Linked DNA regions of Sus scrofa: all the other regions are linked to region 1. A link is a contact called in public HiChIP or PLAC-seq data. All regions are on one chromosome and are shown on one strand. The core of a region is the stretch at or near the end of the contact, and the rest is flanking DNA. Distances in the headings are between cores, read along the strand shown.

What was found. HiChIP or PLAC-seq counts read pairs in DNA pulled down with a chosen protein or histone mark.
Region 2: an H3K27ac HiChIP or PLAC-seq map of alveolar macrophages shows a contact between it and region 1. The contact joins two enhancer-like sites. A contact is called at or near these places in 5 of 47 Hi-C or Micro-C datasets (alveolar macrophages, blood, embryonic fibroblasts and 2 more) and 1 of 2 datasets of contacts at active chromatin or transcription factors (alveolar macrophages).
Region 3: a contact with region 1 is called in an H3K27ac HiChIP or PLAC-seq map of alveolar macrophages. The contact joins the promoter of PTPN12 here to the enhancer-like site in region 1. A contact is called at or near these places in 2 of 5 promoter capture datasets (fetal skeletal muscle and liver), 5 of 47 Hi-C or Micro-C datasets (alveolar macrophages, brain, fetal heart ventricle and 2 more) and 2 of 2 datasets of contacts at active chromatin or transcription factors (alveolar macrophages and skeletal muscle).
Region 4: an H3K27ac HiChIP or PLAC-seq map of alveolar macrophages shows a contact between it and region 1. The contact joins two enhancer-like sites. A contact is called at or near these places in 1 of 47 Hi-C or Micro-C datasets (skeletal muscle) and 1 of 2 datasets of contacts at active chromatin or transcription factors (alveolar macrophages).

What each region holds. Positions count from the first base shown.
Region 1 is chr9:102,753,104-102,756,534 of Sscrofa11.1, forward strand. GSAP (gamma-secretase-activating protein) reads left to right here. Exons shown (of 32, transcript XM_021102559.1): 20 at 621-674. Among named protein-coding and RNA genes, the nearest start is that of GSAP, 60 kb to the left of the region's middle. Within about 2 kb of position 1,603, at least 51 of the 83 cell types and tissues checked have an H3K27ac peak or open chromatin away from gene starts, as enhancers often do. A contact at or near this core is called in alveolar macrophages, brain, liver and 1 more, where this site is marked.
Region 2 is chr9:102,525,724-102,529,154 of Sscrofa11.1, forward strand. It overlaps PTPN12 (tyrosine-protein phosphatase non-receptor type 12), which reads right to left. Exons shown (of 16, transcript XM_021102557.1): 2 at 1,131-1,239. The region is part of intron 3 of LOC102167692 (a long non-coding RNA gene); the gene reads left to right. Among named protein-coding and RNA genes, the nearest start is that of PTPN12, 37 kb to the right of the region's middle. Within about 2 kb of position 1,893, at least 5 of the 83 cell types and tissues checked have an H3K27ac peak or open chromatin away from gene starts, as enhancers often do. A contact at or near this core is called in alveolar macrophages, where this site is marked.
Region 3 is chr9:102,562,111-102,565,541 of Sscrofa11.1, forward strand. PTPN12 (tyrosine-protein phosphatase non-receptor type 12) reads right to left here and starts at 1,859. Exons shown (of 16, transcript XM_021102557.1): 1 at 1,430-1,859. The coding sequence starts at 1,528. It overlaps LOC102167907 (a long non-coding RNA gene), which reads left to right and starts at 2,066. Exons shown (of 3, transcript XR_001299008.2): 1 at 2,066-2,428; 2 at 3,150-3,205.
Region 4 is chr9:102,605,736-102,609,166 of Sscrofa11.1, forward strand. LOC102167907 (a long non-coding RNA gene) reads left to right here. Exons shown (of 3, transcript XR_001299008.2): 3 at 2,369-2,575. Among named protein-coding and RNA genes, the nearest start is that of PTPN12, 43 kb to the left of the region's middle. Within about 2 kb of position 1,921, at least 1 of the 83 cell types and tissues checked has an H3K27ac peak or open chromatin away from gene starts, as enhancers often do. A contact at or near this core is called in alveolar macrophages, where this site is marked.

The sequences.
Region 1 (3,431 bases), core at 353-2,852:
TCGTGGCTTGGTGGTTAACGAAACCGACTAGGAACCATGAGGTTGCAGGTTTGATCCCTGGCCTTGCTCAGTGGGTTAACGATCTGGCGTTGCTGTGAGCTGTGGTTTAGGTTGCAGACGCGGCTCGGATCCCTCATTGCTGTGGCTCTGGTGTCAGCTGGTGACTACAGCTCCGATTAGACCCCTAGCCTGGGAACTCCATATGCCACGAGAGCGGCCCAATAAATGGCAAAAAGCCAAAAAAAAAAAAAAAAAAAAAGGAAAGTTTACACCCTATTATTATATTTCATGGTGCAAATATAATTTGCTTCCTTTGTTCTTAAATGAAAATGTGTAAATAATACATTATTTGCTCTATATTTCATAATAATAGTCTTATCCTTGCCTTTAGTGACACTGTCAACTATTATAATCTTAACTTTCAGAATATTTCCCTTCCCAAGGCAAGAGATAGGCTGTGTTCATCGTTATTTATAAACCCCAAGGTTTATTTAAAGTAGAGGTTAGCAAACTGGAAGCTGCCCTCAGCTTCTGTCTGTGCAGAAAACACTTCCTGAAGGCTCGGGCTGGTGGTAGTTGATACATTTAGCAGTGATGTGTCTGTTTTTCCCCCACCCTAGGAAATTCCTGGAATAACCCTTGTGACAGAAGAGATCCCATTGCCTCTTATGAAGGTAAGTTTATAGCAAGGGACAAAAAGCACAGACCTGAGTGGCTTCCTTGCTGACCTCTGCGGTCACCTGCCCCGAGTGCTGCGGTGGTTCCAGAGGGATTGTACAGTGTCAGAAGAGGATGGAGTGAGGGTAGGGCTCGTTGTCTAGGAAATCCTTCCCTGGTAGTGGTCACTAAGGATGATGTCAGGGCAATTCTTAGGAATGCTCTTTGAAGAGGGAGGTTTTAGAAGCCAGAGAACTATAAGGCTTGATTTGAAGCATCTAGAAGTCATACGTTCCACTGTGCCTCAAACAAGTCTACCCTGGAGGAGTTCTTGTAAATTTTCTTTAGAGGACCTGGGAGCTGTTTTTTTTGTTTTTTTGTTTTTTTAACTTCACGTGTGTTGTTACCCCCAACACACACACACACAATCCCAAAATCATTAAGTAACCTGGCCTGGGATTACCTAACTTCCTTCTGCTTCTGAGAACAGCTCTTCTTTCTCAAGAGTGACCTGTCAGGGCTGTCTCTGGTCTCGTTGGCACCTCTTTCCTGCCTGTGCGGTGGCGGCGGCGGCGGCAGCATTCACTCGTCATTCGTTTGTTCGTGGCTCTCTGCAGTCTGGTGGTTTCAGAGTTTCTGAGCACAATAGGGAGGGCTGGGTGGAGTGGCTGAGTAGAAAAGAATGTGTATGTAGTTAAAAACTGCGGAGTATTTTAGCACAGTTTCCTTGAAGCTCCTTTGTTGTTCTTGGCATTGCTTCCTGTTAATTATAGCTTAGTGTGTGCTGGGAAATCTCAGCTTTTGGCAGCAGGCAGCTCGGGGTGCTGCTGCCTTTTACTATTTACATGTGATTCTTCTGATCCAGGAAGGCCAGGCCAGGCCTGGGCAGCTGAGGGAAAGCTGTGGGCGTTTGAGGTCATGGTGATGCCCTGGGAGTTCTGGGGTTTGGTCCTAAGAAGGGTCCTTGAGGGGGAGATGGACAAATGATGTTTCTAGGCAGCACTGTTAGACACCTGGGAAGGTCTGCAAAAGCAGGGAGAAGTAGGGAAGAGAAATGTTCGATTAATAGCTTGAAAGATTCTTACTAAGGGCCTCCATCCTTTCATTTCATTGTTTCTGCTTTTACCACTAGTCCAACAAACCCATAATGTGTTTAATGGACACACAATAAATCAGTAAAAGAAATTTTAAAAAGAAAGCAATGTCACCCCAAATTCTGAAGTTCCTAACACATTGTCTGTTTGCCCCATTTCGTCTTGGTCTGTGTTATAAGTATGTGTATTTTACCCAGTAGAGATATTTACCAAAGATTATGAATTATAATACATCATACATATTTTCATGTCGGTACATAAACTTCATAATTTTCATAATTATGATTTCTAATGACTCCATAGGATTCCATTGTGTCGCCCTGTCTTACATTTTTTTCTGTTTTGAGATATTTATTTTGTTTTTAGCCCTCACTAAAATTTTTTTTGCTGTTAAAAGTAATGTTGCAATGAATATTTTTATGTAGTTTGTGTGTGTGTGTGTGTGTGTGTGTGTGTGTGATTTATTCCCCAAGGTTAAATGCCCAGGAGTGTTATTGGGTGAAAAGGTATGACAATTTTTATAGCCTTTGATTCTTATTGCCAAATTGATATTCCAAAGGCGTTGTAATAATTTACACTGTTACAAGGGATTTGTGAGTGTATGTTTTACTCTAACCTTACCGTCATCATTGTTATTTTTTTTTAGGGAGGCACCTGCAGCATCTGAAAGTTCCCAGGCTAGGAGTCGAGGCAGCCACAGCACCAGATCTGAGCCGTGTCTGCGACCTACACCGCAGCTTGCAGCAATGCCACTGGATCCTTAACCCATTAGTAGGGCCAGGGATCAAACCTGTATCCTCATGGATACTAGTCAGGTGCATTATCGCTGAACCGCTTTTTCCCATTGGCTTATTCTAAGAATACAATCTGCCTCTGCTTAGGAAGCAAATAGCTTATTTTTGCATTCTCCGATTTTTTATTTTTGTCTTTTCTATTTGTGTGTGTATGTAAAATGATATGTTTTTATGTAGTCCATGTTTTTTTCTTCTTTGATATTTACTTTGCTTTCTCCTCACTTTTTTCTCTTCTTCCCTAATTATCTTTATTTAGCACTGGCTCTGCAGAGAGTTTTTACCATTAACTGTTCCCAAACATGCTTGGGAGCTCTGCAGCACCTCCACATGTATTTACATGCTGGTGGGGAGAGTTACCTAGGACAAGTTTGAGCTGTAGACATTTTCTTATCCTCTCCCTGCAGACACGATTCATCAGGGAAGGCAGAGGAATGCTGCTGAGATTTGCCTTGGGCTCCGGAGAAGGTGGAACTGGGTCTGGTGTAGCCAGCACCCTCCATTCCCCATACCCCATCACTAATCAGTACCTTCAGTTCAGAGGATACCTGGCCCTGAAAGCTCTCATTTGTTTCCCCATCTCTGCTTGCATAACACCCCTCACTATAAGCAGCTGCCTTTGACCTACTTCTACCCCAATTCCCAACTTAATTATGTTGCAACGAATCTGGTTGCATTGGCACATCCCACCTACTCTTCCTCCCTCCCGGCCCTAGTTATGTGACTGTTCTCGCAGTTTACCGGATAGGAGCTGGTTCTGAGCACCCCTGACCTGAATCCCATGTTACCTTTCAAAGGTATGCTCGCTGCCAGACTTGCCACGAGGCCCACGGCACCCCTGTCTGCTCTGACCACACTAGCTTCCATCCTGCTTGGAAGATGACTGCCC
Region 2 (3,431 bases), core at 643-3,142, 230 kb before region 1:
CTGTAGCCTCTGTATTGTTTAGTGTAGCAGATACTTATCTTCTACCCACTAGATGCCAGTAGCAGCCTGCTCATTCCACATCCTAGTTAGGACAACCAAACCATCTCCAGACAATGGTAAATATCCCTGCAGGAGCAAAAGCACCCCAGATGAGAACAAATGCTCTGGATACAAACTGCCTGGGTTTAAGTTCTCATCTGCCCTACTAGTTGCATGACAAGCTATTTAATTTTTGCTTTTTAAAATAGGGACACTTAGGAGTTCCCACTGTGACACAAGGTGATTAGCAGCATCTCTGTAGCAACAGGACACAGGTTTGATCCCTGGCCGGGCACAGTGGGTTAAAGGATCTCATGTTGCCGCAGCTATGGTGTAGGTTGCAACTCTGGCCTGGATCTGATCCCTGGCATAGGAACTCCATAAGCCACAGGGAGACCCAAAAAAGAGAAAAAAATAAACCAAAAAACCCAAACAAATACAATGGGAACACTTAAATATGTATGCTTTTAAAGGCACTTTAAAGGCATTTTACTGGAAAACTATACTATTTAAGAATTTATTATTATTATTATTATTATTATTATTATTATTATTAGAATATAATGCTATCAGTCTTATGCATCACTTCAGAGATACATTTTTAGACCACTAAGAACAGTAGACACACAGGCATGAATCATGGCTCATTTTTAATACATAATTAATCAATTAAGGTTCTTACTGTGAACACACAATAGATAAGAGTTAATATTTTTAGCATTTCATAAAATTCATTCAATTATACTTATTGAATCATCGGTCTATATTATTTCATTTTAACAAAATAACTTCTTTGAACAGAGAGTCCACAAAAGGTATTTTTACTTGGATTTTGAAGTATTTAAAAATAAGTACCAGAGTAACTATGATACTTAAATAATAATAATGATAAGGCAAGTACAACAACAAAAACTACTGCCAGTAGGAAAGGCAAGCACGATCACAAATTATTTTTTTATAGTGTACCTTGAAAGAGAGGTTAATTACTACCTTCCTAACAACCAAATTCATTTGGAAAATAAAGGTAGTTTAGGCTACGAAACTGTTAATTAGCATTTCCATTTGTTCCGTTAGTGGCATTTCAAACTTACATGGCAGTATGTCCTTATATCTGTTTTTTTTAACGTTTTCTTCTTTTTCTCCAGTGGCTGTGGGATATATCTTTTCTGTTCTATATTTAGTTGACAATCTTCTTAATCGCTTACAATCGAAAAAAAAAGAAAAAAAAAAGAAAATTCAAGTTTAGAAAAATACTATTACTTCAAAATTTTAATGAAAATTTATTTATTTATTTATTTATTTTTTAATGAAAATTTAAATGATAGACAGCTCTTCACTGAATTTTACTAACCCCAATTCCTCACAGCCCATTCTCCTCACAACTCATTTTCCTGTTTTTCTACATTGACAATATCTTCCTACCCCTCAATATTAACCCTAATAATTTCTTTTTCAGTACAAGTATAAATATAAGATTAACATTCCAAGTAGTAGTAAAAGAAATGGGACCCCAGAATAAAAGTAATTTGATTTAAAGAAGTCATTAATAAGCTGAGTCAGAATATTTAACTTAGGGTCCCAAAACTCAAATTTAAAAATCATGCCTAAAAGATTATGTACACATTTCTTTATTCCTTCTCTCAATAAACCTTAAACACCCATGATGTGCCAGTCTCCTTCCAAGGCATAAGCTAATAATTACTTATAAGACACTGCAAAATAAAGTTCTTTCATATTGAATTGGATTTACCCAACAAAGACCAATTCTGCTTATTCACTGCATTACAGAAGTGGTTTGTGAGTTAGTGACAAATTCTTACCACATATGGCAGTAGGGATGTTCTTAGGGCTGGAATATTTCTGCATGTCAGTAATACACTTCCTGCTTTCAGAAGCACTGAAAGTCAGCATTGTGAATTGTTTAAATTCACTACTCAACTACACTGCTGAAATTTAATTTCAAAGGAGCCTGCTTTCATCTAGGCTTAAAGACATATTGAAGGCATATTCAACAAATTATTAAATATAAATGAAAAAGCAGTTTGGTAACATTTAACTTTTTCACCATGGTTTTATTCTTGCTCATTCTGATGCTGATAATTAACAACTAAAAATATTATGTCTCTATTTTTTAAAAAATCACAGATTTTATTTAACTTATGTAACTTTAATTCAAGATTCTTATTCTCATTATGACATACTTTAACATACTGCACTTGAAATAATCTTACTATTCTATTACCTATAGAATAGTAAGCATGTTGTTTTTCTCTGAAAAACTACTGAACTTTATCATCACAATCTCAGAGACCTAAATCAGCAATATATACTCCTGCACTGGCACAATGTCAAAGCAAAATTCACATTTATGATGCTATTTCCTGTGGTAATAAAAATTCTCAAAGTATGTAACTGTATTGGGGGGAAAATTATATCTGAAAAATAACTGGGAGTTGCCGTTGTGGCTCAGAGGTTAACGAATCCGACTAGGAACCATGAGGTTGTGGGTTCGATCCCTGGCCTTGCTCAGTGGGTTAAGGATACGGCATTGACATGAGCTGTGGGGTAGATCAAAGACGCGGCTCGGGTCCCAGGTTGCTGTGGCTGTGGTGTAGGTCGGTGGCTACAGCTTGATTAGACCCCTAGCTTGGGAACCTCCATATGCCGAGGGAGCGGCCCAAGAAATGGCAAGAAGACAAAAAAAAAAAAAAAAAAAAAAAAAAAAAAGGAAATTGGCTGTTGGTGAGGGTGTGGGAAAACCAGAACATTAATGCAATGCTGGTAGAACATGAGCACAACTCCTAAGGAGGGTAATTTGGCAATTATAAATACACATAACCCCTCATCCCAGGCTGCACTTCTACAAATACATTCTTTAGGTAAATGGCTCACACTCATAAAATGATATAAACAGAGTTATTTATCATGGAATTGTTTATAACAGCAAAAGACTGCAAACAATTATTATTGTTTTGGAAAAGACTATAGTAAAGGATTGGCTAAAATGATTTGTTTCATTTTATACAAATATGATACAGTTGAAAGAAATGAGGAAGGCTCTTGATATACAGTGATATGAAAAGATCTCGGTAAGTACACGTGTAAAAAAGCAGAAAACAATAGTGTATATAATACACTACTGTTGGTATCAAAAAGAAAAAGTTCCCGTCGTGGCGCAGTGGTTAACGAATCCGACTAGGAACCATGAGGTTGCGGGTTCGGTCCCTGCCCTTGCTCAGTGGGTTAACGATCCGGCATTGCCGTGAGCTGTCGGGTAGGTTGCAGACGCGGCTCGGATCCTGCGTTGCTGTGGCTCTGGCGTAGGCCGGTGGCTACAGCTCCGATTCGACCCCTAGCCTGGGAACCTCCATATGCCGTGGGAGCGGCCCAAA
Region 3 (3,431 bases), core at 609-3,108, 190 kb before region 1:
GGCATTTTAGTACTAAAAGCCATTTCACCTGCACCTTGTAAACAATTAAACTGTACTTTGAAACAAAAAACAAGTCAACGTTTGCTGCTCAGTCCTTTTTATAGACATAAACTATGTATCCTTTTTACGATCCACAATTTCAGACTTAAGTGATTATTCTTCGTGTATCTAGCCCCGGAGCAAAATTTTCCCTAGCGTATTTCCCATTCCCAAACTCCGCCAAGTCTAAGGAGCAACCACTTCCCAAAGTCCCACTTCCTTTTCCATTCCCCAGACCTCCAGGGTTTCCAACGCCCCAGTCTTGCGCAACATCCGCAGGAGCAGCAGCCGCAACCACCGCCTCCTAAACCGAGAAACAACCCTAAAGGGAACATTGTCCAGCAGAAAAATAAAGGGGGGGGGGTAATGGAGGAAGTCGACTTCTGGTCCCACGCCTTCGGTTCTGACCCCATCACAGTGATGACCCAAGAGCAATTTCACGCACAAGACTTTTAACCTCGTCTCCAGCCCGCCAGCACAAGCAGAGGGCGGAAGCGGTGGGAAGGGGGGTTAGGATGGGGGTAGGCCTCGGAGGTTATCTCCCAGTTCAGGGCTTCGGCCCTTACCGTCGCCTCCGCCCCACCAGGACTATTGTTCCCAAGTTCCCCACCCCCACCCCGGATAGGAAGTGATAGTCACATCCCCTCCGCCTTCAGCAATATCCCCTAGGGAGTCTGAAGTAGGCTTCAGGATAACCACCCCCGCCTCTACACATACACTTTACCCCCTCGACCTCAAGTCACGCTGACCCCAACACCATCTCAAACCAGGGTCTCAAGCGACGAGACGGGTAAAAAGAAATTGAGTAAACCAAGAGATTTCTTTCGAGCAATCCTTTCCCATGCGTTGGAGATAATAATTGCCAGTCCAGAAACGGCAAAAGTCCTACCTTGCCCACTTCTGAGCCCAGCTTGAGCAAAGGGACCCCGTGAGTTAATTGCAATCTTAATAGCCACGTTCTGCCGTCAGCCAAGATCGCTCTCCTCCCTGCCTCGACCCTCCCAGCAGGGGCGGTCTGGACGGGGAGGTGAGGAAAGACTAGCCCCCCGGCCTGCACCTCATTCGCCTCGGGCTCCCGGCCCGAGAAACAATAGGTGGTCGCGGGCGGCGGTGCTGAGTGCGGGCTCGGCCGGCCGCCTCTCCCTTCGCGTCCCAGACGCCGGCGGAAAGGGACGCGATCGCGGGAAGAGAGGAAAGGAGGCCGAGGGGCGGAGGCGACCTCACCTCCCGCTGGCCTCCGAGACCACCCGGCCTTTGGAGCTGGTGCGCGCCGCCTCCGCCCCTCTCCTTACAGCCGCACACAAAGCACTGGCGGCCCGGGCCGGCTGGGCAAGGCGGCAGTGGGCTCCGGTGCCGGCGAAAGGAGGCGACAGCGAGGGGAGGGACTCACCATGAAGTCCCGGGCGAAGTTGTCCTCCCCATTGTGATCCGGACTCTTCATGGCCTGGACCCTCTGGATGAATTTCCTCAGGATCTCCACTTGCTCCATCCTCCCGCGTCCCCCCGGCTGCGGTCGCCGGCCCCCCCGCCGCCCGCCCGCCCGGCGCAGAGCCCGCTCAGTCTTCCCCAGCTCGCTCCCCCAGCCCGTCCCCTCCCTCCCGACCCCCGCCGCTCCCTACTCCTCCTCTTTGCCCGAGGCAGCGGCAGCGGCAGCGGCAGCGGCGGCCGGCTCCTGATCCTACAACTTGCAGGAGCAGCCGCCGCTCTCCCACAGTACGAGGCGAGCCGCTGCGGCTAGCGCCAACCCCAACCCCCTGCGTGCCCCATCCTCCTTCCCCGCCCTCCTCCAGCTCCGTCGGAGACGCCGCCACCGCCTTAGGAACACGGCTCTCCGATCGCCCTGCCCCCCCCACCCCTTCCCGGTTCCTCCTTCCCTCCCTCCCCACAAGCAGCAGCAGCCGCAGCCGCCTCTCCCCACGGGCGCGCCCCCGCCGCCACCCAGACGCGCGGCCCCGTGCCGCGGCTCCGCCCCTGGCGCGACGCCGCGCCTAGCCGCCCCCGCAGTCCACGCCCCGGAGCCCGCCCCGCGGGCTCTGGCCGGGCTAGGAGTGGCTGGAAGAAGCTTCGGCAGTCGGCTGGGAGACTTGACTCCACTTCCGGGGCGTGGTCCCACCCCGGCAGCTAGTAGGTCTGAGGAGCGCTAGAATGAGGGTGTTAGGCTAAATGGCAAGCCCTAGTCAGTTGGAGTAGGACTTGAGTTGGAAATTACGGTCTCACTGCTTACTAGTGCGAAAAGCACATTTCTAGAGTGCTTCGCCGTCGCCGCCAGCCTTGAGTTGGGACTACAAGTCCGGGTTCTCAGGAGTCCAGGAATGGGGGCGGGAGAGGGCGTTGTGGGAAGAGTGGCATGCTGGGAACTGTAGTAGCGTTGACTCCACGTTCGCTGCAGGTACGTCTTCATCTTAAGGTTGACTGCAGTTAGACGTTGGCACTTTGGGTAATGACCAAGGCCAAGAGAAGCGAAATGCTTCTTCAGTGACAGGACTTAACCCTTTTGCAGTTGTGTTTAAACCCTGCCGAGTGAGCGCCTGAAGTGCGGGGTGCGTCCTAATACATACCACGCATGTGATAGGCACTCAGTGTTTGCTGAATTGAAAGGATTTTTTCTTGCCTTTATATTCGCAGCACCTCGGAACTGAATAATAGGCTTTTCTTCGTAGAATGCATCGTCGTGAATTTTCTAGTAATCCGAGATTATCCACCCTAAAGAAAGTGAATTTCCCAAGGTCTGCCCGCATACTCTTAGCAGAGCCCAAACTAGAACTCAAATCCTTTTTCCTTCCCTACAACACCATATTGCCTCTGACTCTAAGGAGCATTAAGCTTGTGATAATGTGACAGAAGTGAAGTATTTGATTCATGGACTTCCTTTGGTCACTTAGGCCCACAAACAATGTTTTTTACAGGTCGATTGGTCAGGCAATCTGGATAAAAATAGAACATATCAGTGGTAGGTCCCTTTTTCCAGATGAATGTTTAGAAGCATCGTGGAATTTAATGATACTCCTTGACGAAAACAAGTATGAGTAACAAGATCCAACTTCTTATTTGTTTTAAAGAAGAATATTTCTCTCTGAAAGAATACAACTGATATCCACTTTTCTTCTTAGAAATAACCACTTCCAGATGTGTCCTTCCAAATGTCTTCCTATGCATTTATATACAGGTATGTGCATATAAAACGATACAGTTTTGTCCTGTATTATAAAAATTAACTTAGAGAAATAGTTTGATTTCTAAGGCAAGCTTTATTTGAAACTAGGGGCCTGGAATATTTTACTTTGTTCAGATTACTGAGACTGGATTTGAGATAAGTTTCACTGGATATGAGATAAGATCAAGAGCTGGGTTTGATCTGCTACCAATATAGCACACCATAGGGTACCCTATTC
Region 4 (3,431 bases), core at 671-3,170, 150 kb before region 1:
AATACGCTCATAAAAATGTTTATGTTGTGCTTACTGTGGCCAGGGGCTTTGTTAAGTGTTTTATGTATACTGACTTATTTGATCTTCCCAGGGACTGTATAAGACAGGTACTACTTTTATCATCTGTGTTTTATAGATGATGAGACTGAGGCACAGAGAAGTCAGAGAAGTCAAGAACATACAAGTTGTAAATGACAAAGCTGGTGATTCAAAAGCAGGTAGCCTGAGTCCACATACAGTGCCCTTAACCACCATACAAATACCTCTTAAAATGTAATATTCATAGGTCTTTCCAGAAAATGTTTAAATATCTGTCCTTAGAATTTCTTGCATTACATATATCCCCTTATTCATAATTAACATTTGTATTTTAGGCAAAGGGATTCTTCTTTATTAGAACTTTTAGCTCCCTTGGATCATTCACTTTCCATTTAAATTTTCTTTTGTTTTCCTTTCTTTTTAAGTCACACCTGCAGTTCCAGGGCTAGGGATCGAATTGGAACTTCAGCTGCCAGCCCACAGCCACAGCAATGAGGGATCTGAGCTGCATTTGTGACCTATGCCACAGCTTGAGGCAACTCCAAATCCTTAACCCACTAAGCGAGGCCAGGGATTGAACCTGCATCCTCATGGACATTAGTCGGGTTCTTAACCAGCTGAGCCACAAAGGGAACTCCTATTTAGATTTTCTTTTTTCTTTTTCTTTGTTTTTTTTTTTTTTTTTTTTTTTTTTTTTTTGCTTTTTAGGGCCACATCTGCGCGTATGGAAGTTCTCACTCTAGGGGTCAGTCAGAGCTGCAGCTGCCGGCCCATGCCACAGCCACAGCAACTCAGGATCTGAAACACGTCTATGAACTCACAGTGCAATGCCGGATACTTAACCCACTGAGTGAGGCCAAGGATGAACCTGCATCCTCACGGATACTAGTCAGATTCTTTTCTGCTGCACCACAGCAAGAACTCCCTAAATTGTCAACTAATGAAATAACTAAATACATTCTTTTTTTTTTTTTTTTTTCTTTTTTTGTCTTTTTGCCATTTCTTAGGCTGCTCTTGCTGCATATGGAGTTCCCAGGCTATGGGTCAAATCGGAGCTGTAGCCACCGGCCTACGCAAGAGCCATAGCAATGCGGGATCCAGGCCGTGTCTGCAACCTATACCACAGCTCACGGCAACGCCGGATCCTTAACCCTCTGAGCAACGCCAAGGATTGAACCCGAAACCTCATAATGTCTAGTTGGATTCGTTAACCACTGAGCCATGACAGGAACTCCTAAATACATTCATTTTAAAATAATTTAAACAATGTAAAATACGTAAAGAGTGAACATTTCCCTTAACTTCCCTCCAATTCTGTTTCAATTTTTCAAGTAACTTTTCAATCTGTTTTCAAAGGTACATTTATAAATGTTTATACATATATATGCACGTGTATCTGTATATGTATATACATGCACACATGTGTATATATTTACACAACTTGTGTGTGTAAATATATGAAACTCATAGGTTTAAAATTTTTTTAGGAGTTCCTGTCGTGGCTCAGTGGGAATGGATCAGAAGGGAATTATCTAGGTATTCCATTTTTGCTCTCTTCTTTTTATTCCTCTATTAAAATATATTTTGTTACTTTTTTTTTTATTTCTTTAGGGCTGCACCCTCAGCATATGGAGGTTCCCAGGCCAGGGGTTGAATTGGAGCTGTAGCTGCTGGCCTACACTACAGTCACACCAACTCCACATCCAAGCTGAGTCTGCGACCTACACCTCAGCTCACAGCAACGCTGTATCCTTAACCCACTGAGCGAGGCCAGGGATTGAATCTGCATCCTCAGGTTTGCTAGTCAGATTCATTTCCACTGAGTCATGATGGGAACTACCATATTTAGTTACTTTTTAAATAAAGCAATAGAGAAGTCAGGCAAAGAACAAGAGGAAGTTATAAGATGCAGCTAAGGGGCACATATATCACTGAACCTTACACAGTCACCAAGAATGGGCTACAATTTTGTCTTTAGACCTTCTAGCAACCAATATGAAGGGAATACCCTGTTAAGATACAGCATATTTAGGTGATGAAAACAAGCCACTTGCTTAGGAAAAGTATAACTAGTCCTCTTGATAAAACCAGAAGAAACTATTTCCTTACGAAAGAGTGGTCCTCACAGAAGATTCTACTTTGTAATGGACATGCAATTCATACTCTAACTATAATTGAATTAGAATTTCTAAGACTGTTTTATAGCATCCTTAAATATAGGCTGATGCCAGCCACCAAAGTGAAAATCAGTAAAAGCAATACCGACACTAGAGTGGCAGTAGCAATACAATCCTGACATCCAGTTCTTTGCTGACCTTTCTGATTTTAGAATCTTTGCAGGCATAGCAAATGCAGATATGTATGGACTTGACCACCTGGAGAGCCCCTGCCTCAAGAAAAGGAAGCAGCTGCCACTTCTCAGCTCCAGCAGATGTTGCCACATGGGGACACTAAGCACAGTGTTGCCACCTTCCATATTTGAAATCTCAACAATTTTTCAATGTTGGCTCAATTTCTTTCTTTCTTTTTTTTTTTTTTTTTTTTTTGTAGTGCTTGCACCCATAGCACATGAAAGTTCCTGGGCCAGGGATTGAATCCGAACCACAGCTGCAACCTTTGCCATAGCTGTGGCAACACCAGATACTTTAATGCACTGCATCACAGCGGGAACTCCTGTTGGCTCACTTTTTAAAAAATACACTGTGAACCAAACAAAATATTTCTTGGGTTAAATCAGTCTTTGTGACTGCTTGTCTAGAGGACTGGACTGATTTCATATCCTTTAGATAGTCTCCCGGTAAACATGCTTCTCTTAGCATATACATTAGTTTTAGTTGTTTTCTAGGTCGGAGGTATGATTGACTTCCTTTTGCAAGAATAGAGTTGCTTTAATGACATGGGTTCCTGAATAGAAAGCCAAAAAGGAAGAGAAGGTAATTCATCCCTTCTCAATTTTCATGAAATGATCAAATGGTCAGCAGAATATTAATTTTAGAGCTGGCTTTCTTCCATGGTACACTTGGAACCAACCCAGAAGAGGCCTAACTTATTGCACAGAGGCCAAAAATGATCTGGTGGCAGTAACCAGAAGACACTTCCTCCTCCTTTTTGTTCCTACATTTGTACTTTCCAACACTGACATTAGTCCTTGGTGTTCTCCTACTTATCTACAGCGAACTCAGAGTTCACAGACATTGGTGACTAGAAGAAGGTTTGACCCCTAATATTATTAGAACCAAAGAGTGCTATTGAAATGTCTGCATATGGGTGCATGAGTGTCCCAGTTCCTACGTAGTGGCTTCCACAGCTAAGTCCTTCTGATGCATGTATACAGCTAAGGCTATGTCAAGGAGATTAATGTGGTTGTCTTATTAGGGTCTTCTGAAGCACAT